Linked DNA regions of Macaca mulatta: region 1 is linked to region 2. The links are chromatin contacts, called in public Hi-C maps. All regions are on one chromosome and are shown on one strand. The core of a region is the stretch at or near the end of the contact, and the rest is flanking DNA. Distances in the headings are between cores, read along the strand shown.

Region 1 (2,700 bases), core at 30-2,529, 390 kb before region 2:
ATTCCGGGTCCTGGCGGGGGCTGAGCGGCCGGGCGGACGCCTGGCTATCTCTTCTGGGAGTCGCGCATTCAATCGCACTCAGGTTAAAATTTAAAGCCCCTGGATCCTGCTCCAGTAGCCAACCTCTCCATTCCAGAGTTTTCTACCTTCAGCCTTTTCAAAATGTGGCCACGCTGAAACTGGGAGCCGCCGCAGTGATTGGGGGAGGCAAAGTGGATTGTAATAAAAGTGACTAAATTGGATGAGAACGGTTTCTGGACCTTCTCGGTAGCAATTTAAAATTCAGAAGTGTTTAGAAGCAATTTACAACGAAGAATGAAAAAAGAAGAATTCTCTCCAACTTCCTGAATTCCTCGCCCCTTCCTCCGCACTGCCAGGCCCTGTCCCCGCTCCCCCAGGAGCCACAAGTTCACAACTCACAGTTACATGCAGAGGAAACAACGTTTAGCGACGAGGTCTCACCGTCTCTGGAAACCATACTTTACAACGCACCTCCCCACCCCAGTTCAACTCTGCACAGGCTCCTCTCCCTTCCCTAACTGGGAAAACACGAAAACAAAAACAAAACAAAAAACCAGAGCCCAAACGCTTTCTGGGAGACCGACCTTCAGAAAATCATTTACTTCGATTTACCTGGCGGGGGGGAGAGGGGGCGGGCGGGGGAAAGCATAAAAATGCATTCTCACAAAAACAACTCCTCTTGTCCTAAACTCTCCCTCGGCAGCCTTCTGGGGTCACGTCTGTCGGAAGAAATCCTTTCTGTGAGCGAAAGGGAGCGAGACATATATCACGGCTCCTGCAGCGGACGAGCCTGCGGCCGCGCGAGTCGCCGCTGACAGATCAGCGCTGATAACCCCGCGACGTTCATTTCCAGTCCCTTTGCCCGCTAGGGACCGTATCAGTTTGTACAGAGTTGTGATAACTGTTTGGAGGGAGCGAAGAGGGGGTGTGTATATGAACGTGGGGGTGGGGAAGCAGCATTCAGCTCTGGGTCCAGGGAAGGTGACACCCCCTCTTCGCAGTGACTTATCTGCGACTTACCTGAAACTCTCCAGGGAAATCTCCGTGCAAACGGGACATCAAAAGTTGGAGAGCGTCCTCGAACACCACTGATGTGGAAGCCCTTTTCCATTCTGCGCACCCCATAGACTACCTTTCCGTACAGGACCACCCGAGTTAAAGTTCCCAAAAGTCAACTGGGGAATTTTGTCGTGAGGTTCCCGAAACCACCACGACCTGAGCCCTAGCATCCCGAGATAGGGTCGGAGAAAGTTTAAGGTCGGTCTCACACAATCGCAGGGCAAAAAGCACATTTGCTGTGAAGGGGCTAGGCGGGGTTGGGGGACTGGGGGGCGCAGAGCACATTCTCCCCTCCTTCTGGGGGCGTGCTGACCCAGGGGCTGGAGCGCCCCTCCCGCCGCGGCGGCGGCGCGGGGCTGTGCACTGCCAACTCCTCCCGTGCCAAGGCTCCCTCCTCCTCCCTCGTGTGGGTGTGTGTGTGCGAGTGCGGGAGCGGGAGGGTGCACAGCCGCTGTGTGGGTGCGGGTCGCCAGCCAGGTCAGGCGTTCTGTGGCCTCCGCCCCTCCCTCGGCGTCCCTGGGCTCGGCGCCCCCCGGGTGGACTCGCCCCCACTCCGGGCACAGGGCTCGCGGCTCAGCCCACGCCAGCAGGCAGCGCGGCGCTCATTGTCTGCCTGGGCGGCGCGCTCCCCTCCCCCTCGCCGTCCCCTCCCCACCCTCTTTTCTCTCCTCCCCTAGATCCCTCCTCCTCCTCTTCACCTCCAGCGCCCAGCTGCTCGCTGAGCGCAGTTCCGACCCACAGCCTGGCACCCTTCGGCGAGCGCTGTTTGTTTAGGGCTCGGTGAGTCCAATCAGGAGCGCTGGCTGCAGTTTTCCGGCAGAGCAGTAAGAGGCGCCTCCTCTCTCCTTTTTATTCACCAGCAGCGCGGCGCAGACCCCGGACTCGCGCTCGCCCGCTGGCGCCCTCGGCCTCTCTCCACGCCTGGGAGCACCCTCCGCCGCGGCCGTTCTCCATGCGCAGCGCCCGCCCGAGGTTCGGCTGCTTCCTCCTCGCGCGATCTCCCCGCTTCCCTCCCCTCCACCCCTACTCGTCGCGGGCCCCTGGGCCTCCGGCGCTCCGGCCCTCTCCAGGCCGCGGTCGGCTCCAAGGGTGTCTCCCTCCTCCCCTCCGGGCGGGCTGAGGCGGCTCCCAGGCTCCCGGGACACCGCGGACCAACTTCTAGTCTCTTTTCCTCTCCTCGAAGCGCTTATCTGCGCGCAGCCTTATCTCCGAGTTATCTCGGCGCAAAGGGGCGGGAGCCGGTAGTTAGGCAGGCAGAGAAACTTCTTTCTTGCTATCTAGCCAGGTCTGTGTGTGGGCATTAATTTTAGTGTGGTAATCTCCGATGAGCCGAGGCGATTTGGAAGAGCAGCCTAGAGGAGGCCAGCCCGGCTGCATTTCGCCTCCCTCCCCCACTCCTCCGATTCTCCCTGTCATTCTTCCTGCTCTCCCCTTTGGGGTCGCCTCGGCTCTGGGGCAGTCTCACGCCCCCCCCCCGCGCCCCCAGCCCCTTGCGTTCCCCCTCCTTTTCTCTGCTCTCCGCTCCACCCCGCTACGTCCGATTCCGGGAGGGTCCGGCCTTTCTGCTGCTGGGGATGACCGCGGGGTGGGCCGGGCTGCCCGGCCGGCGTGAGCGCGCAC
Region 2 (2,700 bases), core at 24-2,523:
CTGGCTGAGGCTTTCAAGGGAATGGCAACACCAACCAATGAGGGAACAGGAGAGGCACATTAGGGATGATACTCATCAATTCAGGTTTTGGTGGATCGAGTTAAAAATATCTTTGCAAGATGTTTACTAGGTAGCTGGATAGATACCACTGAAGATCTGTTCTATTTATAAAATTTGGAGTGGCCAGTACAGATAGTAATGCAGCTGAAGGCATGTTGTGGGTGAAAGGGGTGTCCAATAAATAGGGACAGAAGGACACTTGAGTGTTTGAATACTCTGTTCATTTTTGGCAGCTTATTGCACATTCATTTAACAATCCCTCCTAAGAGTAAGTTCCGGAGGAAGGAAGTATGAAACGCGAAAATCACTAAAGTGGAGAAATAATTCTCAGAGTTACCTTCATTATTGAGTACTTACTATGTGCTAGGCCCTGTGCCGAGTACTTAATATACATTGTTCTACCGTATTTCATTTAATTCTTACAACAAGCCTACATAAATTAGATACTATTTATTATCTCCACTTTATGTTAACAAGAGCTGAAATTTGGAGATTCTATAACTCTCTATCCCTGTTGTTTAATCTGGTGGCCACTAGCTGCAAGTGGCTGTTAGGAATTTAAAATGTGCAACAAAGAAATTTAATTTTTTATTTAATTTAACTCAGAATTCTCATTTAATTCAAATTTTATTTTATTTCATATTAGTGTAAATTCACACTTAAGAACACTGGATTCAGTTATCGAAAAGTGCTTACATATATTTGGAACAATGTGAGTATGTGAATCAATTTTTTCAACTCTAAGTTTTATGAAATGTAACTACAGATCAAGTATTTCCAATGAAAAATTCGTGTCTGAATTGAGGTGTGTTGTGAGTGTAATTTCGAAGATTTACTGCCAAAAAAAAATATGAAATATCTCATTTATAATTTTTGTATTGATTGCATATTGAAATAATGTTTTGAATATATCAGGTTAAAAATATATTGTTAAAATTAATTTCACCTGTTTTACCTTTTCACTTTTTTTATGCGACTACCGGACACTTTTCAATTCTCTAAGGGGCTGGCACAAGAGTTCCCCGGGGCTGACGGGGAGCGCAGCCTGGGCAGCCCTTTCCCCAGCCTGTCCCAGTGGAGATGGGCTCACACCGAGGTGCGCGCACGTGCGCGTCTGCGCGCTCCGCCGCGGGTGGACCGAATCTCACCCCGTGCCCACGACCAGCGGGCTTTCCTGTTTGCCTTTTTGAACTCTGTTTTCTCTGAGTCTTGGAGAGAGCCAGGGGCTGTGATGTCACTGTATAAACAGAGGGAAGGGTGGGGGCCAAAGTTGCATTGGAGCGAACCCGGCGCTTGGAGGAGGGCTGGTGGGAGGATGGGGGGGGGGCGAGGGAGATTTTTTTAAAGGTGGTTTGGTCTCGGGGGTGTAGGGGCAGCGGGGAACTCTGCAGAGTCCCAGTAAAGAAACAGAATGCCAGTCCCTAAGCTGGGGGCGGGGAGGGGGACGTGGCTGGAAGAGACGGGGGTTGGTGGGGGGAGGCTGGAAAAATATGGGACGCCTAGAGCTAATTCCCCTGATTAAAAATGCATTAGTTTGGAGGTGTCAGCGACACGCAGCTGTTTTCAAGGAAAGCCTGGCTCCAAGAGGTCCTCCCGGGCCGGGCCGCCTGGCGGCTCCATCCCGGGTGGGTGTCAGCGAGCGCGCAGCCCCCGACGCTTGTCCTCTCCCTGACAGGGCCCTGGCCAATGTCCTGCTGCTGCGGGTCGTGGTAATTTACATCCTCTCTGTGTATATTAACTTATCTGCAGCCGCGCTGGCTGCGCTCCTTCAGTCAGCCTGTCTCCTGCGCAGCCTGGGAGCCTTCCCCGACCCAGCGACCCACCGGGCGGCCGGGGGCGACGGGGGAGCCCTGGGAATCACAACAACCGCCCGGTTCCGACCCGGCCCGGACGCCCGGGGGGCGGGGGGCTCCGCGGGGCCAGGCGTGGAGGGCCGGCGAGCCCGGCTTGGGTAGGGCAGAGGCAGGCGGCTGGGGGCTGGCGGCGAACACTTAGTGGCTAATTCATGACTCATGACTCATGCGCAGGCTCCTCTTCAGTGACAGCCGGGACAGTTCCTGGTTATTTGTAGCCCCCCGGCTTTCATTTCGCTGTAATTAAGCAGTCATTTGAGGGTCATTTCATCCCCGTTATAGGTTTCTCTGTTTTAATCATGCTTTGAGTTCCAGGGTGGGGGGAGCAGGGAGTGGAAGGGGAGGTTGGGAAGGAGGCGTGGAGGGCAAGAGGGTAATCGTCTCTGAGAACGCGTGCACTTTTCATAACTCTTCCCGTGACAGGCCCCGGTGCAGGCTCCGCAGACGCCGACGCCCGGCGCTCCGCTCCGGGGCGCGGGCCAGATCCTCTTCCCTGACACCCGCGGTCTTCCCTGAGAAGAGGTCTGGCCCTTTTTGAGTCAGATGTTGGATTTTCTGCTTTCCCCTCTGGCACCACACTAATCATTCTCTTTAATCGCTGAAGCTTTTTAATGAGGCCAAGTAGGTATTTATGGAGCCGTCTACTCTCTAAACGCTAATGCTTGATAAGTCATTTATAACTTACCGGTGGGCTTCGCATAGGCCAAACCCAGAAGAAAGGAAGTGAGAATAAAATAGAGGCTAGATTTTACGAGGAAACCTTCAGCGTATCTTCAGGTCCTAGATG

Evidence for each region. Hi-C and Micro-C count contacts between places; a contact is called where the count stands out from the background.
Region 1: a Hi-C map of liver shows a contact between it and region 2, with 4 times the contacts expected there. The contact joins the promoter of LOC144336392 here to the enhancer-like site in region 2. A contact is called at or near these places in 3 of 14 Hi-C or Micro-C datasets (fetal cortex germinal zone, fetal cortical plate and liver).

The regions. Positions count from the first base shown.
Region 1 is chr18:70,235,407-70,238,106 of T2T-MMU8v2.0, reverse strand. It overlaps LOC144336392, which reads right to left and starts at 1,279. Exons shown (of 5, transcript XM_077974791.1): 1 at 1,042-1,279. The coding sequence starts at 1,132. All of the region lies in intron 1 of GATA6 (GATA binding protein 6), which reads left to right.
Region 2 is chr18:69,841,279-69,843,978 of T2T-MMU8v2.0, reverse strand. The region is part of intron 1 of LOC144336431 (a long non-coding RNA gene); the gene reads right to left. Among named protein-coding and RNA genes, the nearest start is that of CTAGE1, 140 kb to the left of the region's middle. Within about 2 kb of position 1,273, at least 6 of the 40 cell types and tissues checked have an H3K27ac peak or open chromatin away from gene starts, as enhancers often do. A contact at or near this core is called in liver, where this site is marked.